Linked DNA regions of Mus musculus: regions 1, 2, 3, 5, 6 and 7 are each linked to region 4. The links are chromatin contacts, called in public HiChIP or PLAC-seq and promoter capture Hi-C maps. All regions are on one chromosome and are shown on one strand. The core of a region is the stretch at or near the end of the contact, and the rest is flanking DNA. Distances in the headings are between cores, read along the strand shown.

Evidence for each region. Promoter capture Hi-C pulls out the DNA fragments that hold promoters and counts their contacts. HiChIP or PLAC-seq counts read pairs in DNA pulled down with a chosen protein or histone mark.
Region 1: a promoter capture Hi-C map of hippocampal neurons shows a contact between it and region 4, with 7 times the contacts expected there. The contact joins the promoter of Rgs9 here to the promoter of Cep112 in region 4. A contact is called at or near these places in 16 of 39 promoter capture datasets (the 3T3-L1 cell line, 3T3-L1-derived adipocytes, the C10 cell line and 10 more), 1 of 15 datasets of contacts at CTCF or cohesin (embryonic stem cells), 6 of 115 datasets of contacts at active chromatin or transcription factors (astrocytes, embryonic stem cells, fibro-adipogenic progenitors and 1 more) and 2 of 9 other capture datasets (adipose tissue and embryonic stem cells).
Region 2: a promoter capture Hi-C map of liver shows a contact between it and region 4, with 2.1 times the contacts expected there. The contact joins the promoter of Helz here to the promoter of Cep112 in region 4. A contact is called at or near these places in 7 of 39 promoter capture datasets (the 3T3-L1 cell line, embryonic stem cells, hippocampal neurons and 3 more), 3 of 115 datasets of contacts at active chromatin or transcription factors (astrocytes, embryonic midbrain and embryonic stem cells) and 1 of 9 other capture datasets (embryonic stem cells).
Region 3: a promoter capture Hi-C map of embryonic stem cells shows a contact between it and region 4, with 2.6 times the contacts expected there. The contact joins the promoter of Pitpnc1 here to the promoter of Cep112 in region 4. A contact is called at or near these places in 2 of 39 promoter capture datasets (embryonic stem cells and hippocampal neurons) and 1 of 115 datasets of contacts at active chromatin or transcription factors (astrocytes).
Region 5: an H3K4me3 HiChIP or PLAC-seq map of stem cell-derived neural progenitor cells shows a contact between it and region 4, with 13 times the contacts expected there. The contact joins the enhancer-like site here to the promoter of Cep112 in region 4. A contact is called at or near these places in 8 of 39 promoter capture datasets (3T3-L1-derived adipocytes, HPC-7-derived erythroid cells, cranial neural crest and 4 more), 18 of 115 datasets of contacts at active chromatin or transcription factors (T-cell acute lymphoblastic leukemia, bone marrow-derived macrophages, craniofacial prominence and 10 more) and 2 of 9 other capture datasets (adipose tissue and embryonic stem cells).
Region 6: an H3K27ac HiChIP or PLAC-seq map of extraembryonic endoderm stem cells shows a contact between it and region 4, with 12 times the contacts expected there. The contact joins the promoter of 1700096J18Rik here to the promoter of Cep112 in region 4. A contact is called at or near these places in 5 of 39 promoter capture datasets (the 3T3-L1 cell line, cranial neural crest, frontonasal cranial neural crest and 2 more), 4 of 115 datasets of contacts at active chromatin or transcription factors (embryonic stem cells and extraembryonic endoderm stem cells) and 1 of 9 other capture datasets (embryonic stem cells).
Region 7: an H3K27ac HiChIP or PLAC-seq map of embryonic stem cells shows a contact between it and region 4, with 7 times the contacts expected there. The contact joins the enhancer-like site here to the promoter of Cep112 in region 4. A contact is called at or near these places in 2 of 39 promoter capture datasets (hippocampal neurons and pre-B cells), 2 of 484 Hi-C or Micro-C datasets (B cells and cortical neurons) and 1 of 115 datasets of contacts at active chromatin or transcription factors (embryonic stem cells).

What each region holds. Positions count from the first base shown.
Region 1 is chr11:109,296,175-109,300,345 of GRCm38.p6, forward strand. Rgs9 (regulator of G-protein signaling 9) reads right to left here and starts at 2,007. Exons shown (of 19, transcript NM_011268.2): 1 at 1,764-2,007. The coding sequence starts at 1,820. Gm39441 (a long non-coding RNA gene) reads left to right here and starts at 2,056. Exons shown (of 3, transcript XR_880277.3): 1 at 2,056-2,276.
Region 2 is chr11:107,546,017-107,550,065 of GRCm38.p6, forward strand. Helz (helicase with zinc finger domain) reads left to right here and starts at 1,917. Exons shown (of 33, transcript NM_001368755.1): 1 at 1,917-1,965; 2 at 3,330-3,385. Gm39426 (a long non-coding RNA gene) reads right to left here and starts at 1,978. Exons shown (of 3, transcript XR_003949607.1): 1 at 1,905-1,978; 2 at 766-1,007; 3 at 1-651.
Region 3 is chr11:107,469,091-107,473,088 of GRCm38.p6, forward strand. It overlaps Pitpnc1 (phosphatidylinositol transfer protein, cytoplasmic 1), which reads right to left and starts at 1,630. Exons shown (of 9, transcript NM_001359616.1): 1 at 801-1,630. The coding sequence starts at 848.
Region 4 is chr11:108,422,622-108,426,678 of GRCm38.p6, forward strand. It overlaps Cep112 (centrosomal protein 112), which reads left to right and starts at 2,645. Exons shown (of 27, transcript NM_001373899.1): 1 at 2,645-2,730.
Region 5 is chr11:109,208,319-109,212,480 of GRCm38.p6, forward strand. No RefSeq gene overlaps it. Among named protein-coding and RNA genes, the nearest start is that of Gm39440, 9.1 kb to the right of the region's middle. Within about 2 kb of position 2,708, at least 17 of the 459 cell types and tissues checked have an H3K27ac peak or open chromatin away from gene starts, as enhancers often do. A contact at or near this core is called in stem cell-derived neural progenitor cells, where this site is marked.
Region 6 is chr11:109,345,186-109,348,837 of GRCm38.p6, forward strand. 1700096J18Rik (RIKEN cDNA 1700096J18 gene) reads left to right here and starts at 1,682. Exons shown (of 2, transcript NR_027883.1): 1 at 1,682-1,867.
Region 7 is chr11:107,509,954-107,513,853 of GRCm38.p6, forward strand. No RefSeq gene overlaps it. Among named protein-coding and RNA genes, the nearest start is that of A830035A12Rik, 22 kb to the right of the region's middle. Within about 2 kb of position 1,303, at least 95 of the 459 cell types and tissues checked have an H3K27ac peak or open chromatin away from gene starts, as enhancers often do. A contact at or near this core is called in embryonic stem cells, where this site is marked.

The DNA.
Region 1 (4,171 bases), core at 757-3,256, 870 kb after region 4:
CCATGGAGTCAGAAGGACCCTGCTTCACAGAGGAGCGGGAGTTTGGCAGAGGGGGGAAAGGATCTTTCTGTAAAAGCATGGGGTCCTAGAGAAATGAGGACATTCTGAGTGACAGCTTAGGGTGGCTGGCCTGCTTTGTTCTTCTCCTTGGAGGGCAGGAGTGGGAGTTGAGTAAGAGGAAGAGCCAGGGAGATGGTGGAAACTGGGCCCCGAGCAACCAGGCTGCAAAGGGTGGACAGTGTCCTGTGCATCTAGGAAGCCAATGGGGCCAGGGGTGGGGGGAACATCCTATATGAGAACTCACTCAGTGTGGGAAAGAAAACCAATGTGTATGAAGGGTGTCAGGGAGGAGGGGAGAGGCAGTGAGGACCATGAAGTAGGGTGAATGCAGAGGCTGTGTAGAAGAAGAGGTTTGGCTGGGAGTAAAGGGGAGATGGGCTAGATGGGACTGGACAGGGTGTAGAAGGGGAGGCTGGGGTGGAGGTGAGGGGGGAAGGTTAGGATGGAGAGAATCAGAGGACAGGCTGGGGAGGAAGTGAGAGGGTCTGAGGAGGAGCTGAGGAAGATTGTGTGGAGGTACAGCATGCCGGGGGTGTGGGGGGAGGATGCTGGAGAGCAAGACACCACTCAGAAGGCCAAGGGAAAGGATGCATGGGAGTGATAAACACACGAGTGCTACAGATAGGTGCTCTAAGCTCCAAGCCAGGGCCGTCCTGCACGGCAGGAGAAGACCAGCCTAGACACGATCTGAAAATGACGTTCGACTTTGGACCACCAGACTTGGGCAGCCTCTTGTCCTTTCAGGAGCTGGGAGCTGCACTGTCTACTCTCCTGAGTGAGACAGTGTTCCCTTCTGTTTACGGCATGGCCCTTACATCTCTTCTATCTGGCTTCTCGGGGAGATGACCAGGTGTGCCGAATGTCCTGGTGTGCCCAGGTCTGTCCAGCTTTTAACATCTTGTAGATTAGGATACTTAGTCACCAACTGCACCCAGTTGCTAAGCTCCAGAGGCTCAAGGCAGGGAGGGCCCAGCTTGTCACAGAACATCCATCGGGCTAATTCCCTCAACAGGATAATCCTATGAAAAGTGGCATGAGCCAGAGGTAGGGCAGACAAGTGACCTGGGACTTAATCCTGTGAGTGTCTCTTCCCACACTGTCTAACTTAAAAGCCCAGAACTAAATGAACCACTTTGTCCCCAAACACGTCACCCCATAGGTACATTCCACCTCCCACATGTCCATCGGGAACGGACACCCTGTTCTGGCCATTAGCCATCGACAAGAAACGGTTCTAACTATACAGAAAACACACAGATTGCCATCCTGGGATCAGGGGAGGCTCTTGATCCCACAAATCACATTTTCCTGGTCTTTTTATACACACAGGCATACACACACTTAAAAATCCTGCTGTTTAGTATTGGGGGAAATGTTCATTTAATAGCCGATTCCTTGTAACAATATAGGCTGTCTCAAATCACCGCGCAGCTTCAAGCACTCTCCTGAGTAACAGGTTGTTTTTGGCCTGCAGCAGACCATCACGGCTGCCTTCGAATTCTCCACTACAGTTTACGCGAAAACCCAATCATTATGGTTTTTAAATACAACACATAGAGCCACATAGAAGTCATTTAGTAAAATTGGGCAGCGCGGATCGACCTAGATGGACGCCCTCTGCCCCTGCCCAATCTTCCCTTGGACACTCCACATACTGGGTCCCCGCCCACTTGCCAGGGTCCAGATGGGGATTCCCAGGGTACCTTTTGGAGAAATGCCATCCTCGGCCTGTACTGCTGGCCTTGGTGTCGGATCGTCATTCTGGACCCTGGATGAATTCACGACCACAACACGAATGGGAGCGAAAGGGGAAACCCCCAAGTTCACAAGCCAGCCTGGTCTGCCCCAGCCTGGGCGTAGACCGGGAGGCACAGAGAGCGGAGCGCGCAGGGCCCAGAATACCGCCCTCCACCCCTCGACTCTCCCTCGCACCCGCCGACATGCAAAGCAGCTGGAATTCGCGCCAACCAATCAGCGAGCAGCGCCGCGCGCTCATTAGCATGCACTGCGCGGGCTCCCACCTGCCACCAGGGGGCGGCGTCCGGCTCCACCTGGACCAAACCTCAGGTAGGAAGGCCAGATCAGGGATGCTGAAGCTAGAGCATCTGCCCCAAGGTGTGTGAGCCTGTTAATCTCTTTATATACAGAAGTGAGACAGAGCACAGTGGGAAAGGAGCTTTCCGACGCCAGCTTGCAGGAGAGTTGGACATCTTTGGGTAAGTCAGCGCTAAGAATTTCTTTATAAGAGAAGAGAAAATTTTAAACAGTTTCATGGTATCCAATAGAAGTGTCCATGAAGCTTCTAATAGATAAGTGAGCAACGCTGTGATTGTTCCTAGATAGATATTTAAGATAAAAAAAAATACCAGATGTAGACTTTTATTAATTGGCCTAACAAATAGACTAACTAGTAAGATGTTGGTTTCAAGAGAGGAAGAAGTGAAGAAGCCCATAGACACTCTTTAGCTAACTGTGTGCCCTTAGGCAAATTATATTTTACTTCTAATTCCCGATACTTGTATTTGTTTGTCTTTAATAGACTCTTAAAGGAACTTTTAAACTGACCTAAAAATTGGGCAGATGGGACAGAATAGATGCCTCCAGAGTGGCCACCTGCTCCACACATTCATAACCCCCCTCCAGGGTCAACCTGTCTGGGGAGATTGGTATGTGTCACCAATTGATGAGCCTATATTGGCATATATCCAGAAAAAAAAAAAAAGGATGAAGCCTCCACTTAGTCTACACAAGCAGGATAGATATACAATGTCGCATCTCGCATGTTTAAGTTGAAAAAGAACAAAGGGATTCGCCTTAGTGGTGCTCAGTCAACTGGTATACCTTTAGCATCTAAGCCCTTATCCACTATTTTTTTTTCCTTTCAGGCACATTTATTTGTAAGAATCCGTTGAACGCTGTGGACACTCTCAGAAAGCATGCTCACACACATGTTCACATAACACTGACTCCAGTTTGCAAACAATGTCAAAGTGCTCGTTTCCCCTGGGCCCCATGCAGAAGCCCCCACATCACAAACTTCAGTGAAAAGGATGTGAGCTCTCCAGGGATGGGTTGATGCAGAGGACCGGGGTTTCTGCCAATCATACCAGACCTCTGAGAAGCGTGTTCCTTATGTGAGCTGGGATCCCAGGAAAAAGCTGCAATGTCTTGACGTTTCCTCATGGAACAACTTCTGGGTTTAGTGTTACACGGAATACACATAAGCAAATAAAGCCAGCATTTCTTAGTTCTATAAATTCTGAGTAAGGAAAATAGAGGTGATTTCCTAAGGGGGTGGATTGGGAGCTTAAGTCATTCAGCAATGAGGAAAATCGAAAATGTAAGGAATTGTGCTCAGCTCTAGAATAGGAGCCGTCGTAGAGAGCATGCTGCTCACTGTCATCTCTTCTTTCAAGCTTCCCTGTGAAGCAGTCATATTTTGGAGGATTTTCTCTTAGCCTATTGGACCAGAGATGCTTGGTGGGTGTACCAGAGGCTGGTCCTCAGCCTGCGATGTGGTTCCACAAAGCTTAGGTTACGCTTCTTAGAGTATTTATTATATTACCTTTGCAGATGTCAACCAGAGCCAGAGAGATGGGACATGGAGACAAGAGGAATCTGAGGTGAATTGCGAGCTGAATTCAGGGGGGAAGCAGAAATGAAAGATGAGTGGAGGAAGCCAGAAAACATAGAGAAGCCAGCAAACAGTACAGGCAGAAACCAACAGGAGCTGTGAGGCAGGTGAGAGCCCCTTGAGGCAAGCTGGGCCAGGGCCTTCCCAAGGGCAAGAGTGTCTCTGGGGCTCTCCCGCAGAGCTAAGTCTCTGTTCCTTCCAAAATGCTCCAATATGTAATTTGATATAAAAGGTTTAGGTAGCAGCCTGGAAAAGAAATTGATGCCGTTAACCTATTTAAACAACAATTATATTGTGTGCTGGGCTTTGTGCCGAAAGGCCTGGCATTCAAAACAGGCTGTGATTCCCATCATCTCTGTCTCAAGGAACTTACAGTTTCATGGAAGGAAAGAATAATTGCATAAAACCAGTGCAAAACACAATTCAGATATGTCGAAAACCAGACGGCACAACACAGTGCTTTGGGAAGGCCTTTTG
Region 2 (4,049 bases), core at 667-3,166, 880 kb before region 4:
GGAGGAGGAGCAGCTAGGGTACCCTGGAAACAAGACGTGGGCGCCTTCCTTAGCAGGGAGAGCCAAGGGACAGGTAGTGGACACCCTGACCACCCTAGAGGTGCCCAGAGCTCTTGTCTCCAACTCAACTGAAGCTTCTCAGAAGCTCTGAAAAGCGGTGACTCAGGGGAGGTTCCTCCCTGGAAAACCTCTTCCTAGTCCGTTGGAATGACTCACCTGCTCCCTCCCTCAAGAGTGACCCCGGGGCCAATCCCTTAATGAGTCCGCACCTCACCCTTCTCTTCAGGCTGAGACAATAGAATGGTGGAGCTTTTGGCTCCCTGCGGGCAGAGGTTGTCAGCAATCACCCAGGTAGCTAAAGACTGCTCTGGTGGGATCCAGAGGTGACTAAAAAAGGTAGATCTAAGACCCTTTGCACCGAAAAGAGTGTGTTTGCGCGATAGTGCCTGTTGCCTCAGGATCTTTGAATTTACAGAACCATTTAACAGCAAGCTTTGGTATATTGGAGATTTATTTATTACTGGGGATTAAACCCTCGCTAAAGCTAAACAACAGGATCTACCCGGAAGTCTCGGAGCATTTTCTTTTGGACACAAATCTTGCTCCGGGGAGGCGAGCATCTAGAGGTCCTCAAACTCAGCAGTGCTGACACTGGAGGAAGAGAATGTATAGGGTGGGGGTGGGGAGTTAATGAACAGACCTACATTTCTGGCAGGACTAGGGCTGCAAGGAGCTGGTACTTCATGGAGCAAAAGGGGTGGTCACCTGAGCTAGGTGTTGCTCGCCTGAAGCAACGCGGGAGGGGCGGGGAAAGCGCTGGGCTTGTCTTGCAACCAGAAAGCAGATGCCCGCGGGATGCTCGCAAAGGTCTGTTGCCGGCGCACGGTCGCCTCCTACTTCCTGCGTCCTGGTCGCCTCCAAGCCACTCTGGACATCCCCCTCCTCTCTCTGCCCAGAGCCAGCGTGGCGCCCGCCCTCTACCTTGTCCCGCCGCCTGGGGTCGCCGCCTTGTGGGAACAGGACAGTTGAAACGCGGTAGGCACTACCCCCCAACCCACCCGGGGGACCCCCTCCCGGCCCAGGCGCGCATCCACGCCCCACCCGGACTCTGCAGCCGGGTTCTCTTGAGTTACCTGCATGGGGAAGTCACAGTCCACAATTTGGACTCTAACCCGGCTGAATTCTAAAGCCACATTCCTAGGGGAGGGGGTCCTCCGACCTAGAGGGTCGCAGATCACATTACCGGCCAAGAGGAGGGGACCGCGCGAGTAAACTGGGGTAAAAGTTGCATTTAGCTTAACCTTCCCAGATCCCAATTGCAGCTTTGCGGGCGGATTGACTCGGCGTTTCACCGAGTTCCTGGGATCCTAGGGCCCCAGAGTGGCTTCTTAGGATACCGACACTGTCCCCGCGCGCGAGTGCGACATGCCTGGCGGATGCCCCGGGGCGGGAAGCGCGAGCGGTAGCAAGGACCTGGAGCTGGGGGAACCGCTCGCAGGCGTGCGCATTCATGCGCTCATGCATCCCTGCATACATCTATGCATCCGCTAGCCGGCTCACACACCACCCGCGTCCGGGACACGCCGTGTTGATTGAATGCAGGAGTAGGGTATCTGGCTACTAGGGCAGGATCGCGGCGGGGCAGACAGCAGCTCGCGTAAGGAATGGGGGAGATAGGGACGGGGGTGGGGGGAAGAGAGAGCACCCCAAAGGCACAGTTGGAAAACTGGGTGTGTGAGTAGGGGTGTTCCTTGAGAAGTCTCGCAGGCGCTGAAGGGGGCCGGGCGGGCCTCTGGGGCCAACTTTCCGGAGGGAGGTGCAGCCGGAGGGGGCGGCGCCGGCGGCGGGAGGCGGGAGTCGGGGGCCGAGGGGGGGGGGGAGTCACTTTAAAGGCTCTTTCTTACCCATAATGCTTTGTGGGGACGTTGACAAGTGGATCCAAGATGGCGTAGAAAGTAATGACAGGTAAGTCCTGACTTCCCCGTTCTCCGCTGCCCGGGTCGCTTCAGGAGCCTCCAGAGCCATCCGGGGAGAGGCCCGGACTCTCCTCGGGTGCTCCGGGTCCGGGACAGCGCGGCCCCGGGGACAGCGGGGGATCCCGCCGGCCGCCGGCAGGGCCTGGGGAGCGGGGCTCTCTCAGAGGCGAGGCCCGGACGCTGGAGCTGTTTACTGTTTCTTCCCCTCCTCAATCTCCTTTTCCCTCCGCTGGGGGGCTGAGGTGCCAGGGACCCAGGCGGTGGCCCGAGGGTCCTTGCACACGCCCGAGGTTCGGGGGGACCCGGGAGCCCGCGCGAGGCTGCTCCGGCACGGGCCGACCCTGGGGTCCCCGCACGCCCCGCGCCCCAGGGTCGCGGCTTAGGGTGGGGAGCGGGCGGCCTCCCACGCCGCGCGCGGTGCAGCCCTCCGGGTTAGCATTTCCACCCAGGGTGGGGCGGCGACCCCAGGGCAGGGGACAGCACGAAAGTGGGTCAGGGGGCGCCCCTCCCCAGCAGAGGGCTCTGCTCAAGATTCACTGTGGTCCCCCTCTCCCCGCCCCCCTCCTGGGACATGCGTGGCCCGTGAGCACATCTACAAAAACAAATGCACAGTCTCTTCCTGGAGGTGTCTCCAAAGGCCCCTTTCTTTCCTTCTCTCTCTTTACCCTCAAGGGCTCGGACACATAGTCCTAAGTAGGAACTGTGATTTCTCTCCCCAAAATGAGTTGAGTCTTCTGCCCCCTGGCCTTTGCTGAGGGTCCTCACAGACAGGGCTGGAAGCCAGAGCCTTCAGATTCCTTTTGGGTTGGGAACCTTGTTTTTTTTTTTTTTTTTTTTTTTTTTTGTTGAGCTCCGAAATTGGCATCCTTTCTCCCTTGCAAAGTTACACTTTTTAGACAAGCCATTAGGATAATCAGAAGTGTAACTTCAGAGATAGTGGATGCCGGGAGCAGCCGGGGGAAGAGGGAGACGTTATCTGGCCTAGTTTGTTCTTGATTTTGCTCTCTTCACTCATATGAATAGCTTTTTTCCCCCCCTCCTTGATTTTTTTCTCCCTTCTTTTATTTTTGAAAGTAAGACTAATCAGTGTAGAATAGATGAGTTTATTATGTTTAAGGTTGAAGACTATTTTCTAATCTGTTGCTGAAAGAAAATATTTTCAATTTTAGGTAAAAGAAGCAAATTTTTTTCCCCTCCAAAGCTTCATCCTGTATCTTTTTTTTTTTTTTTTTTAAATAACTTTTTCCACTTGAAGTGTATCCATATTCTTTTACTAAAGGACTATAAAATGCTTGTAACTGGTAACAGCTCCAACTGGTGTTGCATACCATCTTCTTTTTCTGTTTGCTCCAGGAACTGGATGAAGTAATTGATCACTAATGAACTACAGAGCCGGTGAGATGTGCAAGGTGAGACTGAAGTTCAAAAACTACACCCTGTTTCCCCTCTTTCTTGTATCCAACTCAAGGGTCAGGGAAAGCTACTTTCCAAATAGATCAGTCAGCCGACTGGGATACAGGCAAGGCGAGATTTAGGAAAGACATACCATCCTTTTTAGTGGCTCCCACTTATTCATACGTACTGAAGCTTTTCTAGAGCTAAATGTTAGCTGTGGCTATATACTTGATCAATGTCTTTTCCAGGAGTAATTATAGTTTGCCTCTTCTCATTTCCTTGGCTAACTTTAATGGGATGGTCTGGATTTAATCTGTTTTCACGTCCATTGCTTGCCCTACACTGAGTATAAGAAATTGGCTAGATGAAGTCTGCACACCCACACTTTCTGGGATGTTTATGAAGTATATCCTTTTCCATCATGAATAATATTTTTCAGCAAGCAATCGCTTCTATTTTTATTTTTCTTAGTTTTTGGTTTTGTGGTGCTGGTATGTTTAAGACCTAATGGCCTCACACATCCTAGGAAAAGTGCAGAACCATTGAGCCATATCCTTAGTCCCTTCTATTTTTCCAAAGCCGAATAGTAAATGCCTGATAGTACTTTAGAACAAAAATGATAGTGTTAAGTTCTGTGTTGCTCAGGGGGTTTGACGACTCAGTCATCACTTCTGATCA
Region 3 (3,998 bases), core at 380-2,879, 950 kb before region 4:
GGGCGGAGAAGGAATCGGAAGAATGCAAGCTGACCTGCGCGTGGAGGCCGAGCCCTTGAGCGGGGAGCCCCCCACCCTGCAGCCCCGATACTCAGAGCCAGGAGGGCCCGGCCTGACGGCCTGGAGCGCCCTCCGGTGGCCGCGCCGCAGGCCCCACCACTGGGGCTCTTCCTAAGACCACGCTCCCCGCCGCGGAAGGAACGAGACACGCAGAAAGTTTCCGAGCCAGGCGGTCAGCAAAGGACAATCCAGATCGCGGAGGGAGCCTGGATGCTCGGCTGGGCAGGAGCCAGCGCCTAGACCGGAGGCGACAAGAAGTCGGGTTCTAAACGGACCCTCTCCAGGCCTCCCACATGCCCCCAAGGCGGGACTCTGGTCTGCAGATCCCACCCGCGCGGAATTTGTCCCTGCAAGCCCACCTTGTAAAGAGGACATGGGGACAGTGGCTACCACCACGGCCGGTTACCCCGATACTCCGGCTGCAGAGCATGCTTGGGCTCTTATACTCTGTGCATTTGCTTAATTGGAGGGAGGGGGCGCAACAGCTCCCTGTGACGCATTGTGGTCCCCAGGAATCTGATTCTAGATGTCCCCGAAGAGCTCACCTGGACTCCCCCGCCCCACCCCCACGCCGCCTTTCCTCTGCTGGGGTGACGAGTGGGAACAGCGAATCCCCTGCCTCCTCCCCCTCCAGCCTCCAGGTTTGGGCGCCAGGGTTTCCCCGCCGCACGCAGTGGACCCGCCGGCCGAGTGGTGGCGGCTGGGGACCCGGAGCGGGCGAGGCCGGGCGCGGTGCCTACCTCGTCCACGGTGAGCGGCATGCAGATTCGGTACTCCTTGAGCAGCATGTTCCTGCCGGCCGCAGACCTCGGGAAAGAAGGGGGCGTCCCAACAGATGAGCAAGGCTGGAGCCCAGAGGAGGGCAAAGACGCTGGGAACCGGCAAGCGAAGCAGCCCCGGTGGTGCGCTCAGCTCCTAACTGCCTCCGGTCCGCCCCGGAGCATGTCAAGCTTCGGGTCCCGGTGTCTGTGACTCCCCCGCCTCCTTCCTCGCAGAGATCAGCCCTCTCGGTATTGCAAAGTCAGGCACTGAGGGAGGGAGACCCGCGGGAGACAGCTCGGATCAGCAGCCCCGGGCTGGTAGGCGCGGCCACCAGATCAGGACATGCCCGGCGGCGGGCAAGAGAGGCAAAAGGAGGAGGAAAAGGGATTTCCACAAATTCAAACAAACGCACAAAAGTCTCCTCTGGATCCTCCTCCGAAAGCAGAGCTGAACCTGGCGAGCCCCCTTTTTCTCCTACCCGTCTACCGTGGGTTAATGTCACCAGGAACACATTGCCGCGGGAGCAGGCGATGCTGACTTTCCAAACAAAGGCTCGATGGGCTCCTCTCCCCGGGCGGTAAACAAGATTTCCTGCTCTTTTTTAGGGCCAGTCCCCGAGTCTCTCCGGAGCTCAGCTGAGAGAGAAAAGGGAAGCCGCAGCCGCCAAGGCTCTGCCCTGCTCTGGGCCCCGGGTGTCTTCAACCTAGGCGGTTGGCTGCCAGCGGCTTGCGCGCGTCCCCTCCCCCGAGTCCCTCGGCTCTGAGAGCGCCGTGCGTGCCCGTGAGTTTGCAGCCACCTCGCCGCGACTGGAGAGTCCGCGCCGAGCTGCAGTGTGCCTGGGGCAGGGAGGTGGGTGCGGGAGGAGCGAGAGCGACGAGGCTGACATCAGCAGCGGCCGCGGCGGGGAGGGTAGCCCCATCCGGCCAATGGGGAAATGGCAAAGAATGTGGAGGATTTAAACAAAACAGCATGTCTCTCCCGTCTGCTGCCAGACGCCAGGGCTGTCCCAGAACCTAGAACAGCTAACGCAAAGAGAACAGAGAATCGCAAAGAAGCTATCCTGGACTCTTACAACGTTGGATCTGTTTTCAAATGTAACCTGGGTGCCATAGGGCTCTCTACTTAGTCGCTTTGGAAACCGTTTCCAAAGTGCACTAGTGCCCCTTGACTTTGGGGCTGGGGGCGTGTTTACAAATGCTCACAGCGAACATTTTTTTCTCTCTGATGGAGTAAGCAAGGCCGGAGCAAGAGAAATGATGGTTTTAGAATGGGTTTTTCTAACATGCTCTCAAGGCGGAGTTCTGCAGCAGTGTTGGTGAAAACAGAGTAAAAATGCGTGCGCGCTCGCAACCACACACACACACACACACACACACAGAGAGAGAGAGAGAGAGAGAGAGAGAGAGAGAGAAGCATTGCCTGCTACCTCTTTCTCCCTGGCTCTCTGCAATCCCAACTGCAGGCTTCCCAGAGCAGAAAGAATAGGTTTTCGTGTCAGCACTCCTAAGTTCAAAAAGTCACAGTGAAATGTCAATAAAAATGCCCGGGGTGTTGGTATTTCATCCATATTAAACAGATCTCTCATTTTAACCACAAGAAGCACATTCTTTAGTTACTCAGGAAGCAGCATGTAACTGCTGAAGTCTGGTTTTCATTTGTCTGGCATTCGGTTTTGGTTTGTTTTTTTTTTTTTTTTTTTTTTTTTTTAGCTTGTTTTCCTAAAAATGGAGGAAAAAAGTGCATCCACTGCCTATAGGAGGATAATGTGTAAACATCACTGGCTCTCAAACATAGATGCATATGTTCACACAAACGTGTGTGTGTGTGTGTGTGTGTGTGTGCATTTGTGAGTTCTGGAGACCCACATTCACCCATAGAGCTTGCATTGGGCAATGCAGACTCTGCAGGCCTCAATGGTATAGTATGTTAAAATGATGCTCAATAAGTCACTAATCAACATAATGAGGGTGGGCTCTGGCTAATGTTGTCCAGATGACCCAAGTTTAGAGCTCAGGGAACATGATCCAGCCTGCTAGGAAAATGACACCCTAAACATAGCTTATATTCTGGTAAAGAAAGAAAGAAAGAAAGAAAGAAAGAAAGAAAGAAAGAAAGAAAGAGAGACAAAGAAAGAAAACTATTTTCTAGATAAATGCTTCCCAAAGTTGGCTCTGAAATATTTACAGCAGCTAATTAAAGGTAAACCAAACACCCTGAGAAATTTTGTTTTGTTTTGTTTTTGAGACAGGGTTTCTCTGTCTAGCCCTGGTTGTCCTAGAACTCACTTTGAAGTCCAAACTGACCTTGAACTCAGAGACCTACCTACCTGCCTCTGCCTCCCAAGTGCTGGAATTAAAGGTGTAGGCTACCACCGTCCTTCAAGGTAGATCATTAAATTTGACCTGATAGTGTTGAATTGGAAGCTTGTGAGACAAAAAGAACCCAAGATGATTTTTTTTTCTTTTTTCCTTTTAGCAGAATGGCACTTAATCATCTTCACAGTGGCTTCCTACTGTGTATTTCCAATTATCTCTAGACTGCTAATACTATCTAATGTAATGTGCATGGCATGTGAATAGTTGTTATATCGCATTGTTCAGAGAGTAAGGACATCTGCCATGTGTTCCGTACATTAGTGGTTTCTGAGTATGTTTTGATCCGTGGGACAGTGGATGCACTGACAGGGAACCCACAGACACTGCTGGCTGGCTGTACTTTTCTTTTTCTTTTCTTTTCTTTTCTTTTTTTTTGTTTTTTTCTTCTTTTTTTCTTTTTTTTTGTTTTGTTTTTGATTATTTTTTTCTTTTTTTTTTTTTTCTTTTTTTTCTTTTTTTTTTTTTTGGCTGTACTTTTCTTCCACCTCACATTACAAGGTGACTTTCCCCAGTATATTGTCTTTTTCTTTCTACTTGGCTTCCTTATTTCCCCGGTCTCACTAATAGTGTGCAAGCACAGCTTTAACCATAGCAACTTGAAAGCCTTTTGGTGACAACAGGAGGCTCCAGGCTCTAAGACCTTCTCTCCCACTTTAGTCCACGAGTATTTCTTAACACCAATGGCCTCAGAAGACCTTCACTTCTCAGCTTTGATCCTTCTGCTCATCCCATTATTGCCTTCTTGGAGAATCCTTCATGCTATCCACGGCCTCATGACATTATTTTAAAGCCAAGTATTGA
Region 4 (4,057 bases), core at 1,395-3,894:
TGACTGCCCGTGTGTATGCATGTGTGTGTGTGTGCCCAAGGGCTGATATGGGGGTCTTTCTTGATCACTCTCTCCCTTATTCAGAGAGGCAGGCTGTCTCATTTGAACTGAGAGCTCATCTATACTGCTTGTATAACTAGCCATTTTTCTATGGGGACACTACCTTCTGAGCACTGGAACTATGGTTAGGAACTACACCCACCTGGCAGGGGAACTGAACTCTGGTCCTCACACCCGAGCAAATACTCAGTTACCCACTGAGCTATCTCTGAGGCTGAGTTTTGCAATGTCTACAAACCACGTGCATTTATTGGTACTGCATGATGCATGATGCATGCAACGTGGATTGAGAAAATTCACACACACACACACACACACACACACACACACACTGCTTTATGTACTTATCCATTCTACAAGGTGAACATTATAGCAATCTACCCTGAGAGGAATTTTCAAGAAAACAATATACAACTCTCTCCTTCAGCCAAGCAAGATGCTCCAAGTAAGCATGTCTAGGGGGAAAAGATGGCCCTGGTCCCATCACTGTGAAGTAGGAGGGAAAGGAAAGTGGCGAATTCCCTGAGAAAAGACCGAAGAAGCTCAGCCCCAGCCCAAATGGGTGGCCTGATCCACCCAGCTGCAACAGCAAAAAAAAAAACGATCCTCTATAAGCAACCCAAAGTACCTCATGCCATTAACCAGTTCTCTGAGGCCCTGGGCTGCCGAACAGCTACCCAGCTTCTTAAGGCTACCCACACGTGTAGGGCAGAGATGAAGCAGAAGAAGCAGCGAAGGCTGCCAGCGGCCAGTGCTGCGAAGAAAGCTGTTGGCAGAGGAGACCACCTGCTCTTCTAGCAGGAGCCAAAAAGGTAGAGAATAAGAAAGCTCCACTCTTGGTGATTGCACACAATGTAGATGCTACTGAGCTGTTGGTTGTCCTGCCTGCCCTGTGTCACAAGGTGGGGATTCCGTGCAGCAGCATCAAAGAGAAGGCCAAGCTGGGGTGGCTGGCCCACAGCAAGGCACGCACCACTGTGGCCTGCACCCAGATTAACTCGTGAGACAAAAGATAAGCTGGTAGAAGCTATCAGGACCAATGACAAAGCCAGGTACAAGGAGATCTGCCACCACTGGGTGACCTATGGTTCCCATTTTCAAGCTGGAAAAGAACTTGCCACTGAACTAGGTTAATTGTACACTGCTAAGTTTTCTGTCCATAAATATAGATTTAAAGTCATCCTTCAAAATGTACAATATAGTTATGGCCCATAGTCACCACGTTGAATGGTGACTTTAGTCCTCTTGAATTTCTTTCTTCTACTTGGAAGTCTGTATCCTTTGATCAGTAAGTGCACCTCTTCCAAGTGGTCTCTGACTCGTCTCATTTCTGCATACGTGGGTTTTACAATCTGATTCTTAGTACCAACGATCTGGATTGTGGGACAATCGCTCAGCTGCGAGTGTGCTCAAATAATGCTTTTGGAAACCAAATATTCTTGAAAGCATTCTTTCTTCTGTAGTACAAATTGCCTCTGAAATAATGAACAATTGCTGTCTCTTCCAGGGAGGTGGATTCCAAAGTGCACCTTGAAAGAACGTAGTCTTCTTCTGGAAGCTGAAAACAGCTAATTGCAAACAAGCGACTCCTCTACTTTCCTTATGTAAACTTGAAAAGATGCTTCAAGCTGTGCTTCAATTGAGGTTTGGCACCACACTGAGTGCATCGCAAAGACTCTGCAGAGGGATTCTATTGTGAACTTAGGTGAAAAGCAGCGGCACACTGCATTTCATTGAAGGGAGTGTTTTTTACAATTTAAATTTTGTTTCTGTTGGTATTTTAAATTATCCAGTTCAGAGCTTCCAGAAACGTAAAAGATCAAAGAACACCAGTACACAGCAAAGTTGACCGCCCGAGGTCCACCAGACTTCCTGGGAAGCGCAAAAATACATTTTCTCCCCTACTTGATGGTACTATTCTGTACAGAGTGTTAAACAGAAAGCTTTTAAATTTCAGTTCAGGATCTTGCAGGGTTAGTGTTTTCAGACTTATGATGGTTCTAAATAACAAATGTAAATATCCTGCTCGTTGTTTTGAATAATTCACCTCTGGAGTGTGAACTAACAAGGGTAAATTTTCATGCTTCGGACTTACTCAACGGTGATGTCTGTTCAAACGACAGGCTTTTCTGCCAATTACTGTCCAGTAGTTCCATCACTTTTGAGTTTTTCTTGTTCTTTCTCCTCAATCTTTAAAGTGCTCACAAGCGACTGAGTAAGAAGTCAGGAAGATGCAGCATCCACTGTATAGTCCAGGGATCACAGAAGATTAAGCCTGGAAACTAACCGTTCTGGGGAGATGGGCTAAAACCACGAGCTCGGCGCCTGCGCAGTAGACTAGACAGTTACCATAGCAACGGAGCTGCTTGCTGGCGCCATTTCTCGGAGGGTGGGGAAACAGTGAGGAGGGAAGTCTCCGCCCTTAGCATGCGAACTGCCCGAAGGGCGGAAATTCCCGCCCCCTCGGACTTGAGGAGCAGTGACAGACCTAACCCGGAGCGTCGCCATGGCAACAGAGTTGAATGCCAGCCGCAGCTCGAGGGGGCGGGACAGGCGAGTTTGCTAGTCCCGCCCCCGGTTTGCTGGACGGCCCGCAAGGATTTGAAACCGTTTGGCTGTGGCGGCTGGGCGTCGGCGGCCGAGTGGACGGCTTGCTTGTTGGGGCGCCAGGTTCTCTCTCTCTTGTTTCTCCCATCGACAATCCCCACCCGCCTCCTACTCCCAGGTTCTGAGTGGAATTTTGCGCGGGATGGAGCCCCCGCGCGTGCGGGTTGGCCCGGGGAGGGGCGTCGCCCGCAGGCCCGGGACCCGCGCTTGCGGCCTGTGTGGCGCGCGCGCCGGCGGGGTCAGCAGCCGAGCGACGGCCAGGGAAAAGTTCTCAGGAAAGTTTGGGCAGGCGGCATGGCGGGACCCAGAACCCCGAGGTAGGGGGCTTGCGGTTGTGAGAAGAGGTCTGTGTCCTGGAGCAGGTAGGAGAGCGGCCCGGGCCTGGGTGGGCCACACAGGCGCCGCTCCCGGTGCCCACTCGGGCGGAGGAAGTGACCGCCAGGAACCGGACCGCTGCAGTTCTTAGGTGCTGTCAGATCAGTCAGAGGAGGAGAATCAGACTGCAGGCCGACTCCGAGAAAGTCCTGATGAACAGTGAACTTGCAAGGACCCAGACTGGAGTCCCTGCCCTTTGGGGACCCAGCCTGGAGTCCTTGCCCTTTGTGGGGACATAGAGTGTAGTGATCCAGAGAGCAAATAAATAGGACCGCTGACCTTTGTTTCATCTTCGAGACAGAGTGGAATTCACAGAGATCCACCTGCCTCTGCCTCCTGAGTACCCCCCCCCCCATCAGTATGCTGGTATTTTTATGATTTGCATTTCCTATTTAAAGATACATGAAAGTAAGATAGAAAAGGCAATCAAAATGCCAGTGAACCTCATTACACAGCGACCACCTCTCCAATGCCCAGCAAAGCGGAGAGGAGGATAATTGTGCAGTATTCAGGTCCAGGATTGTCTCTTGGATTTGGGTCAGGTCCTGCACACTGTTAAGCCCCAGCTTCAGGCCTGTAAAGGACAATGGGAACTGTTCCTGTCAAGTTAGGTGCATTTGATGACATGCCGGGATACAGTTATGACACTCATAGTCTTGACCTCAGATATTTTCAGGAACTGTCCAACTTGTTTTAAAGAGAGTCTCTCACTTGGACCTGGGCTCCCTGATTAAGCTTAGCTGGCAGCCCAGTGTCTTCTGGGAAGGCTTCTGTCCCCCCTTCCTTCAAAAAAGGCAAAACAACCAAAACCCCCAAATGTGCCCGGGTAACCCTTGTTGATTTGTTGGCGTTTCAGGGCTTCTGTGTTATTCTTCACAATATACTCAACATATAATCTGATGGAACAAAAAGCATTTACACAACTTTCAGGAATAGATTGCGCTTGGCGAGGGGCATGCTCTGCATATGAAGTGTGTCTCTCCTTTTTAAGGATGTTACTATTGCTGGCTTGCTT
Region 5 (4,162 bases), core at 1,458-3,957, 790 kb after region 4:
ATAAACTGCCTCTCTTTCTATGCCTAACCATGGGTCCCTGGGGGCAATTCTTGGCTGTGAGACCCAAGAACCTGGATACTTCAGCAGCTGCCCCACGACTCACATCCACACTGAGAACAAGTATCAATGTGTGCCGTGTGCATAAATGAATGTGTGCATTTGCACACAGGGTGGGGCATGTCTACACATATGTGCAGGTGCATTTCAAGGTCCCAGGTTGACATCGGGAGTCGTCTTCTGTGGTTCTCTCAGTGGAACCAGAGCTCACTCATAATGGTTGATTTAGCTAGATGGCTTGCTCTGAGGATTCTCTGCCTCTGCCTACCGAGCAGCAGATTTATAGACCACTGCCACACACACACACACACACACACACACACACACACACACAGGTCCTTGTGCCTGCTCAGAAAGCACCTTCCTCACTGAGACACTACTATCATAAAGCTCAAAGGCGTATGTTTTCCATCCCATCATGCACTATGGGTCCATCCCTGTGTCATCACAGGATCTTTACCAACTGTACATCCTGACATTCTATAGAGGCAGTGTTTACTTTGCTGTGCTCAGTGTTGGAGAAATAGCTGGATCTCAAACTCAATGACTATAAACAATGCAGCAATTAACATCCCTGGCCATGACCTACTCAAACGGTTCAGAATCTCGCTGAGCTTCAGTCTGAAATGAGATGATAGATGTAAGGTGTCCGGAAAAGACATGATTGACCAAGGATGCTGGAGAACATTAAGACGGAAAGTAAAAACAATAGTATGTGTCTTATTTTGCCCTTGAGACAGAATTAGCCCAGGTTAGCCTTTAGTTCACCACGTAGCTGAGACTACTTTTGATCAATTTCGTAATGCCTACTGCCTCTACAGTAGACAATGCACCACTCTGACCAGGTGACGGCAAAACTGCTTTTAAATACATGTATGTCTTCCTCAAGATTTAGGTTTATACTTTGCAAGTTTCTAGTTATATTTGGTAGATAATTTGCTTTGCCCTTAGAACCACCCTGCCCAGATGCCCTCTGCAGGCTGACACACTCACTGTGTCCCAACTGCTGTGTGAACTGACAGCAAAAGTCTCAGAGTGGCCCCAACTGCTGTCTGCAAAACTGTCATTGGCCTAAGGAACCAGTTAGGTTGGATGTATCTGGAATGTCAGTTCCCCACTACCACTAACACAGCCACAGCCACCAGACAGTGGCTATAGAATGCATAAGACAGCTTTCTTGCCCCAGTGGGACCATCATTCATATTGCAAATCTCCAGTGCAGAAGTGGGAAAAGCCTAGCTTCAACAGAGGCCTCTCTTCGTCGTCTGCTTCCTTCGAGTTTATTCAAGCTTCTTGCCCAGAGTTTCTTTCAAGCCATTTGCAGGAGATTCCATGTTTTGAGTGATTCCATCCTCAGAATAATTCCTGGGGAAGAGCATGAAGTTAAGACAATGGCCCTCATGTCAAGCCCAGCAGCACTGGAGCGGGGTATAGGGGCGAGCGGTGAGATGCTATCGGAAGGTTGTCTATCTCATAACTTCCTGCTTAAAATACCCTCAAACAGATACGCAGCAGATGCCCTTATCCAGCCAAATAGGAGCCTGTGAGCCACTGAATGGCCAACAGCAAGCCAACACTGGGTGGAGAACACGATGCCCCATGACCCTGCACAAAGAGAGGCCAAACAAGCCACCTAAACAGGACCTAAGAAAGCCAAGGCGCTTTGCAGGGCTGACAGGCTAAAGGCAAACAGAGATATCATCAGGACAAAGTTCAGAGCAGGGCCAAGGTGAAAAGTGAACTGTCTGACCCGGGTTCATAAGCATCAGCTGGACAAGGACATGCATTGATACTAGAGCCACCTGATGCTCTCCCAGTACAAACAATAATAACCAAAACACCTGGTACCGCCTTTGCGTGGATAAGCCAGTGTCTTTAATCTCTTCCTTCCTTCCTTTCTTTCTTTTCCCCTTGATGACTGAAGTACCCACTCTGTGGGGCCTTCTGCTAGAGCCACACTGGTAATAGTGACAAGACTTTGATGTCCCCCTCATTCAACAGAATGTTGTTTAGTTCAAAGTGAGGAACAGAGGCAATTCTTTGCTTTTAAATTATTAGCTCCCTAAGTCTTCTGTAATGATATAGTTTGACTGAAGTGCGCAGTTTATTAACTACATAAAGACGACATTATCAGAGCGGAGAAAGGCCGCTGCGAGTTTTGCCTTTCAGCCTAGCAGCAGGGGTTTCTGACACTTTGATCTGCATCAATGCTAAATGTCTTTGTGAGATAGAGGGAGCGGGCTGAAATTATCTTTGGCAGGGTGGTAGCATCAATTATTCAAGCCCTTTTCCTTATGAATTAAAGTGTTCTTCAACTTCTACCCCACTTGTGGGCCCGGGTGGGGTTTTTTCCCCCTTTTATTGTTGTTTTTCTAGTCAGGAAAGGCACTCGGAATAAATCTCCAGGCAATCGCTACTCATACTCCGGCTGACCTTTGAAAATCCACATCTCCTCCTTCCTAATTGCTCTCTCCACCCTCAGTTCCCGGCCTTGGTCTTCTCTGAGGTGACCCAAAGGACTGTTGAGAGAAAAGGGCACCATTGTCTCCACTGGGCTTCCTGCCAAAACGGTCAGCAGAGACCAATGAAGGAGCCTCTTGACAAGAAGTGTCCGTTTGAAACTCAGTGAAGCAGAGGCACCCACACGCCACTCGAAGCCCTTCTGGATGCCCTCGGCAACACGCTGGCTCCCGGTGAACAGCTCCATTCTCAGATTGCCAGTGTGATCCTGAACATGGTGCCTTCCGGGATGTGATCTTGAGGCTATTATGGACTAACATCCAAGAGTGAGCCATCAAAATAAACCAGGAAGGTATATTAGGGAAGGGAAGACTGGAGGGGAGGGGAGGGGGAGAGGGGAGGGGAGGGGAGGGGAGGGGAGTCAGAGTGCATTGGTGTTCAGTTATTCCCTCAATAGCTGCAGGGAAACGGTCCTAGAAACCCCTCCCCCCAAGATACCAAAATCTATTAGTGTTCAAGTCCCATATACACTTGCTATGATTCCAGTTTGCTCTTTTTGTTTTTGTTTTGTTTTGTTTTTATTTTGTGAGGACTTGTTCTGAGCCTTGTCCCCTAAATAATGTAGTGTGCAGTCTGCACAGAGCCTACACACATCTTTCAAACCCTTAAGTAAGCCGAACCCATCTCTATGGTCAGCTTATAAAAGCTAAAACTGCAAAAGCCACAATGAGCACATAGACAGATGCTGGAAGTGCTGCCCAGTGGTTGGCCCTGACTCCAGCCATTTTAGACATAACAGTTCATGTTGACCTTTAATGCGATGGGTCCTGTGTGAAGCTTACAGTTGTGGAATTTCTTAAGATTAACAAACCTCTTAACATAGAGAACCCAACAGGGTATGTGGTCAGCATGACCCTGCTCTGAGTCAAGTTATTTTTTCTACATCAATGACTAGCAGGCATATTACAGCAACAATATGAAATAGCTGTCAGGCATGGAACAAAATGGCTGTAGCTATGCTCAGGGGTGAGCCTTAACAACACAATATACCTTGGTCATATTTGTCGTGCTCAATTTGTGTTGCCTGACTCCTCCTGAGCATGCGTCCTGCTCTGGTGGGTGGTTGATATACTCACTCTCCCTCCATTGAAAAATACTCATTTTTTTCCTTCCACGGCAGAGATCACTTGGGAATAGCTTCTTGGCTAGGGGTAGGATTTCATTACCCACAGCCACACCCAACCTGTACTGGGATTTCATCTGGCTTGAGCTTGTTCGAGACTTGCGAATGTTGTCCCAGTTTCTGTGAGTTCATCTGCCCTGTTACATCTGGAAAACTGTTTTCATCCACACCTCTGTCTGGCCCATACATCTCAGTTACATCTAATTCCTAACCTAACATAAATGCTACATAAGAGCGTGTCCACCGTGCTGCCCAGGGAATAATGGCAAAGAGGGAAATTCTGTGCCTGTCCAACAGGTTCGGTTGTTTTCTGAATGCTTTCCAGTTTGGGACTAGTTGGATCTACATATGCAGAATCAGCAGAGAGCGCTGACTGCCCTGGGCTGAGCATGGTTTCTGGACACTTCGGTTTTGGATCACTAATCTTATCCCATTCCTGTCCTTGCACTTGTGGGAAACAGC
Region 6 (3,652 bases), core at 432-2,931, 920 kb after region 4:
CCGAGAAAGCATGGTACCAACTAAGTTACATTTCCAGCCTTCAAATTGGTTATCTGTTATATTCTAAATCTCTCTGAAACGTAGTAGTTTTACCATAACAATGGACACTATTTTATATAGTTCCAGAAGCTCTAGAATTTGGAAGTAGTTCAGCCTCGGGGCCCCACCCAGGGTCTCTTGTGAGGTCACAGGCATTGTTACCTGCCTAGGGTTGAGCTGCAGTGACTCTCAACCTTCCTAATGCTGCAACCCTTTAATTCAGTTCCTTACCACAACCATGAAATTATTTCATTGCTACTTCATAACTGTAATTTTGCTACTGGTGTGAATTGTAACACAAATATCTGATATGCAGGATATCTGATATATGACTTCTAAGGATTTTCGACCCACTGGTTGAGAACCACGGAACAAGGGTCTGTTTCTGATACTGGTGTGGCCTCTGTGTTGGTGTTGCCTATAGGCAAGAAGCATCAACTCTTTGCCACACGATCTCTCTCCAGGGGGCCACTTGAGTGTCCCCACAAGATGGCAGCCAGCTTCTCCCCTGCCAGGTGACTCAAGAGAATACAGAAGCTATGGTGTCTTTTATGATCTACCTTCAGAAGTCCCCCTATACCACCTTGTTTACCCAGGATGGCCCTGTCTATTTGGGGAGGGGGCTACAGAAGGACAGGAACACTCATTATTAGCTACTTTTCTTGTTGATGACTAAATATCTGACAAGAAATGATTTAAGGACTCAGGATGTATCGTGGTTGAGTTCTGGGTTCAGCTCCAAGGACTACAAAAAATGAACATGGTGGTATGTACCTGTGATCTCAGCACTTATGAGGGTTAGAAGTTCATGGGCTTTCTCTGGTTTAATGGTAAGTTTGAAGACAGCCAGAGATATGGGTGGTCCTGTCTCAAGAAGTAGAAGGAAAATTGTAGGAGGGGAAAGAGGAGGAGGAGGGAAAGGGGGAGGAGGAAGAGGAGAAGAAAAAAGAAGAGGGGGAGGAAGAGGAAGGGGAGAGGAAAGAAGAAGGTGAGGAGGAGGGGGAGGGAGAAGGAGGAGGACTTAAGAGAAGGGTTGATCCTAGCTTATAGCTTGAAGTCTGTCATGATGGGGATGAAGCCATGGCTGGAATGTGAGATAGCAAGTTACATTGAGTCTCTAGTCAGAAAGCTGAGAACAGACAGGAAATGGGGCTTCCAGGCAATAAGAACTCAAGGTCAGGGCCCCCAGCGGCTTGCTTCCTCCAATAAGGTTTCACTTTCTGAAGGTTCTACAACCTTCCCAAACAGCGTCACCTGCTGAGGACCAAGTGCTCAAACACAGGAGCCTGTGGGGGACACTGCACATCCAAATCACATTACAAAAGGAACCATGTTGGCGTGCTATCCTGTGTGAGCCAGAGACCGGGCCCCACAGTTCAGATGGGAGAGAGAGAAAAGAAAGAGTCCTAGGGAACACTAGGATTGTTCTTAGCTCACTCTTTATGATATCTGTTGCCTTCCCTTCCCCCTCATGCCCCGCACCCCATTCTTTCCTCCAGTCAGATGTGAGGACTGAGTCTTTTATAATCAGAAGGGCACGGGGAAGAATGAGACTGTTTACACAGGCAAGCAGAACCTTTGTGAGGCTTTGGGGGGTGGGGTGGGGGGTGGGATGACCTAATGAGTTAAATGCTTGCTGGGCAAGTGTGAAGACCCAAGCGAGTGTGGATTGCCAGCCAGCACCCACTCAGAGCTGAGCCAGAGAGCATGTCTCCAGTCCCTAAGGCAAGTTGTGAGGTAAAGACGGGAGAGTCCACGGAGGCTGAGAAGCCAGCTAGCCTGTGGGCACTGCAGTGGACAGGAGACCCTGTCTCAGGCAAGGTACAAGGTAAGGACAGATGCCTGAAGTTGTTCTCTGGCCTCCACATGACCAGCATGGTATACATACCTGCACTCTCACCAAGAATGTACACACACACAATATACACACAACACACACACACACACATACCACACACACACAACACACACACAACACACACACACACAACACACACAACACACACAACACACACAACACACACACACACACACACACACACACATGATTTTTATCTTAAAACAACCATATGAGAGACCGTGAAAGGATTGGCAGACACTGAGAAGGGAAAATGTTTATAAATGAGTGGAAGAGGCAGAGGAGACTGTTCAACAAGAGCCAAACAAACACATTTAAGCCAGCTGGAGTAAGACAGTAAACGGTAGGGCATAGGGTTTGGCTGAAACATGTTCAAAGTTCCTGCAGGCTTGTTTGATGTGGGGATTTAGGCTGAGTAAATGGATTTGAGGAGTGTGAAAAAAAATTCTCCTCCGAGGGACATTTCAGGAGCTTGTCCCCGTAGGGTCAAGGCAATACCAGGAAGCGAACTTTAATAGCTTCCTTCTATCAGCGTAGGAAGCTGAAGCCGATAAGGAGTTGGAATGGAGTCTCCCAGTTTGAGGAGCTTCCCCAAAAGGAAACTTTGGAGAGGGAGATAGTCTGTGTTTACACAGCATGCCTTCGATGTCTGCACTTTACACAAGCTGTATCCTAGGGCCAGGCTGAAGATAGAACTGCCTGACCTAGAAAAGCCTACGTCTGGGCACAGTGCCCAACCCAGCACTGGGAGGGAACTTCTGCCCAGCCCTGCCCAGCCCAGGGGCTCAGAGTGGGGGTGGGGGACTCCCTGAGCACAGCAGACACTACACAGGATGTACTCAGGGTTTAAGCAAAGCCCGGAGGGTGGTTTGGAGAGCTAACCGCTCAACTTTTAGTATTGGGGTGAGGGATGTAGTACAATGGTAATATCATACTTGCACAGGGCACTACAAGTCCTAAGTTCTATGCCCAGCACCACTAAGAAAGTGAAGGGGAAGGAGACTCTTCTAGTTCATTCTCCCATTAACAAAAGGACATGTTACAAGAGGCCCCTGATGTATGATATCTGTCCACCCATCTAACAATAAAACTTAATGAAGATTGGTGTAGGTTCCCTAAATACTCCCCGAGTGTTCCCAAAAGGAGCACCCATGATTTGCGCATCAGTGGGTTTGTTCAAGATGATGCAGGTTGGGGCGGCACGATTTGAATCCACGTCGCTCCTTGAAAGCTGACCTTGGGCAGCTGTACTGTAGGGTCGGGGAGTCTCTGTTTTCTCCTGCAGAACAGGAGACTACTTAACAGATGAGAGACCCTTCAATGGCGCCTAGAACGCAGCAAGAGACCAGGAAGCCAGGAACCAGCAGAGCTGCCGTGGTTGCATATCTCCGTAAACCCAACATTTGGGAGGCCACATGGAAAAACCACCCAGGGTTCAAGAACTGACAGGGCTACACAGTGAGTTCCAGACCAGCGTGGGCTATATAAATAGTGATATCCTGTCTCCGAAACCAAGCCAGGCTTCCTGACTGCTGATGCAACATGTCCAGTTGCCTCCACCCCTGCCTTACCCACCGCGACGGGCCATACCCTTGAACTGAAAGCTGACAACGCATGTTAATGGAGTTCTAAATGAAGAAAACACCACGAGAAATGACCTCATAATGGAGAGAACTCTACAGCTTTGAAAGAAGCACACTTTTCACGCAGTCCATTTCACGACCCATAGCAGACCTCCTGGGAGCCTGGGGCAAA
Region 7 (3,900 bases), core at 53-2,552, 910 kb before region 4:
GACTATATGTGTGTGTGCCCGCCCAGTGAGAGAGAGAGAGAGAGAGAGAGAGAGAGAGAGAGAGAGAGAGAGAGAGAGAGCGCGCGCGAGCGCTCTGGAGCATAAAATATCTGAATTATATAGAGAGGAGCCTCTGGGGGAAGGGCAGCCCAGCCTTGGGCTGCAAATTCAGGATTGGGGGCAGGGTATACCAGGTGGGATTGAGGACTGCTGGGAGGACCTGGAGACCAGGTCGGCTTTGATATGTAAAGTATACACCTCAGTCCCTTGCCTGAAACCAAACAGTGAAGAGCATTGCATACTCTGCTCTTGCAGAGGAGACCCAATCAATGCCTCTGGCTTCCAGGGGTACCAGCACTCACGTGCACGTACCAGCACAAGCACACACATAAATAAAACCAAATAAATCTTAAAAAAATAAAAAGTTAAAAGTTATCCTTGGTTACATAGGGGAATTCGGAGCCAGCCTGGGCTACATGAGACACTACTTCACTCAGTCACTCAAGGCTCTAACTCTAAGGCAGTGGGGAGCCAGGATCCTCCCTGTCCTTCCCTGTTCCCCTTTTGCTGTTGTTCCACCTCAAAATGTCACAGCAGTAGGGCAACATTCTCCTTGTTGGTCAGAGATACCATCTCTTCACTCAGCTAACTCCCAAGTTCCCTTCTGAAGCGGTGGCTCTTTAGTGGTGGCCAATTCCGACCTTCCCTCCGTCAGCTTCAGACTTCCCTAGATCTCCTCCTTGAAGTGGCCAGAACACAATGCTTGCTCCGCCCCCGGGCTCAGGCTGGCCCTCCCAAGCCCCCGGGAGAGCTCACGAGGAAACCCACCCAGGCATGGGGAGTTTCTTGTGGCATTTATGTGAGAAAAGTGCCAAACTTTGAGAGACCTAAGCCTACAGAAATCCTGTAATTTTTCTCTCAGGCCAGTGAGCAGATTGCTGCGGAATCCAGACTCTGCTGTATCGCCCCGAGCTCATCCCTTTCTCAAGATGAGCTCAGTTTTTCCTCTAGAGGAGAAGCCAAAGGTTCCTGAAGGACTGCCTCTGTCTGTCGTCTATGTCATTATTTGCTGCAAGGCTGGTGTTAGGCACGTGGTCCCAGCGTGGCAAAGGAGCCAGCAGGGAGGCTTAAGCAACTCCGAGCAGAGCCCCGCCCAGGCCCTAGGGGGTTGAGACCCAGAGGTCCTTGTGACAAACGCATATCAAAGGCTTTCATCAGGTGAGGGGATGGAGGGCAGGGAGCAGAAGCCAGAGGCTGGCTCTTTGTGCTTTGAACTTTTCTTGGGAAAATAACATCTGCTACTGCGTTTCTTGCTAAACAGGCAAGGTGAGAGGGGAATCAAAGTAGCTTTGAGGAAACTCTGAGGCAGAGAGACACAGTGGGTGGACCTTCCAGAAGCTTCTCCGACCCACAGCCTGCAGGTTGAAACCAACAGATATTTCGGAATCACGTTCTTCATCGGTTTTTATTTCTCCCCCACGGCCCCCACCTTTCCCCAGGCAGGACCGATGCAGGGTGGGGTGATGTCTGCTATTACAGAAGGTGTTTATGGCGATCAGTGAACAGTCCCTGGCACTGGGGAAATTAAAAAATACAGACACAAGAGATGAGTTGGTTTTTTTTTTTTAAGTCCTGTTTTCCCAAATACTGATAATATTATACATTTCCTTCCATTCTTGATCAGTCTGTGCCTTTTAAAAAGTGGGAGGCAGCCGGGCATGGTGGCACCCGCCTTTAATCCCAGCACTCCAGAGGCAGAGGCAGGAGGATTTCTGAGTTCAAGTCCAGCCTGGTCTACAAAGTGAGTTCCAGGACAGCCAGGGCTATACAGAGAAACCCTGTCTCGAACTCCCCCCAAAAAAGAAAAGTGGTAGGGAAGCATAGTGGTGGAGTGCATGCGTAGCCTATACAAGACCCTGAATTCACAGTACTCTTCCCCCCCCCCAAAAAAAAAGGGAAAAATTTTAAAACATTGATTGATTGATGGATTGATTGTGTGTTTTCACCTCAGTGTGTGTGTGTAAGCCAGAGGACAGCATTTGGGAACCTGCTCTCTCCCTCAGTCATAAAGGTTCCAGGAACTAAGGTTTTTGACTTGGCTGCAAAGCCATCTCACAAGACCAAAAAAAGATTTATTTTATTTTAGCATGAGTGGTCTCGCGGCATGTACACCTGTGCACCAGCAGAGGGCACCAGATCCCAGTATAGATGGCTGTGAGCCACCATGTGATTGCTGGTTATCAATTTCTGGAAGAACAGACAGTGCTCTTTTTTTCTTTTCTTTTTTTTTCTTTTTTTTTTTTTTTTTTGGTTTTTCGAGACAGGGTTTCTCTGTGTAGCCCTGGCTGTCCTGCTGGAACTCACTTTGTAGACCAGGCTGACCTCGAACTCGGAAATCTGCCTGCTTCTGCCTCCCGAGTGCGAGTGCTGGGATTAAAGGCATGTGCCACCACGCCTGTCCAGGCAGTGCTCTTAACCGCAGAGCCATTTCTCCAAACCCAAGAGTTTTTCTTACATAGAAATTATATAGGTAAAGTGTGTGTGTTGACTTTTCCATTTATTACATCATGAATCGTGTGTGTGTGTGTGTGTGTGTGTGTGTGTGTATGTGTGTGTGTGTGGAGATGTAGCTCAGTGGGTAGAGTACTTGCCTAAATGCCCAAGGCCCTCGTTTCAGTCCCCCCCACACCCAACCCCCAACAACTACACAAGAGAGGTTTGTGGCACAGGCAATTCAAGCACTCAGGAAGTAGGGTTAGAAAGATTAGAAATTCAAGGTCATCCTGGGCTACAGATTGAGTTTGAGGTTAGCCTGGGTTACATTAGAGCCTGTCTCAAACAAACAAACAAACAAACAAACAAACAAACCAGCTGGTAGGATGTGTAAGGTGCTTCCTGCCAGGCCTGATGACGTGAGTTTACTCCCCAGGACCTACATAGAAGAAAAAAAGTTGTCCTCTGACCTCCATTTACCAGACCCCACCTTCAGTCAATCAGTGTAATAAAAATCAGCCGAACAAAATGTTATGTCATGAGCATTTTTCCATTGGCGATATTCCCTGTAAGAGAACTCTGGCTCCAGGCACAGTCAGCGGGCAGCCCATGCCTCTCCTGCCATGCTGAGAGATGCAGGCTGCTAGCTGCCCAGGCCGAGCCCCACCTGGAGCTTCCCCCAGCCCGCCGCTGCCTTGCTTCCAGGTTCAGGCAGAGTTGCCCGTGCCAAGGTTTCTCCCATGGGCCCTTGTGAAGCTTTCCACAGCTTCAGCATCAACGGCACTTTTGTCTGCTCCACTTGGGGGAGAGGACGGTATAATCTGTTTTTTGTGTCCTTGATGGATCTAGCCCAAGTTCCATGGATCCATGGACTTGCTCAGTTTCCCTAGATGGCCTCGAGCCAAGAGCAGCTCAGAAGCCAAAGAAACCCAAATCCCTGCCTTGGCAGCCAAGACGCTTCCTGTTACTGTGTGTGTCCGTGTGTGTGTGTGTCCGTGTGTGTGTTCGTGTGTGTGTGTGTGTGTGTGTGTGTGTGTGTGCGCGTGTAAGAGACATCTCACTGTGTAGTTCCACACAGTTTTCCTTCAGCTGTCATGAAATGAGGAGCTACCCCTTTCTAGTGGACTGAGATGTAAAGAGCTGCTGTGAGTGCAGATAGCCTTTGAGCCTGGACCCGATCATCAGCTGCCCAGAGAGGGTCTGATGACAGGAATGGGATCCCAAGAGACTACTGAACAGTCCTTGTGCAGAGTCTCTTGTGGTTGAAGTCTTGGACCCTGGGCTGGCATTATTTTAAGTAGTGTGAAGTTTGAGAGAATTTATGGTGCTTTGCACCGAGAAGGCACAGGCAAAACGATCACTGTGAGTTTAAGGTCAGCCTGGTGTATATAGGGAGTTCCAGGCTAG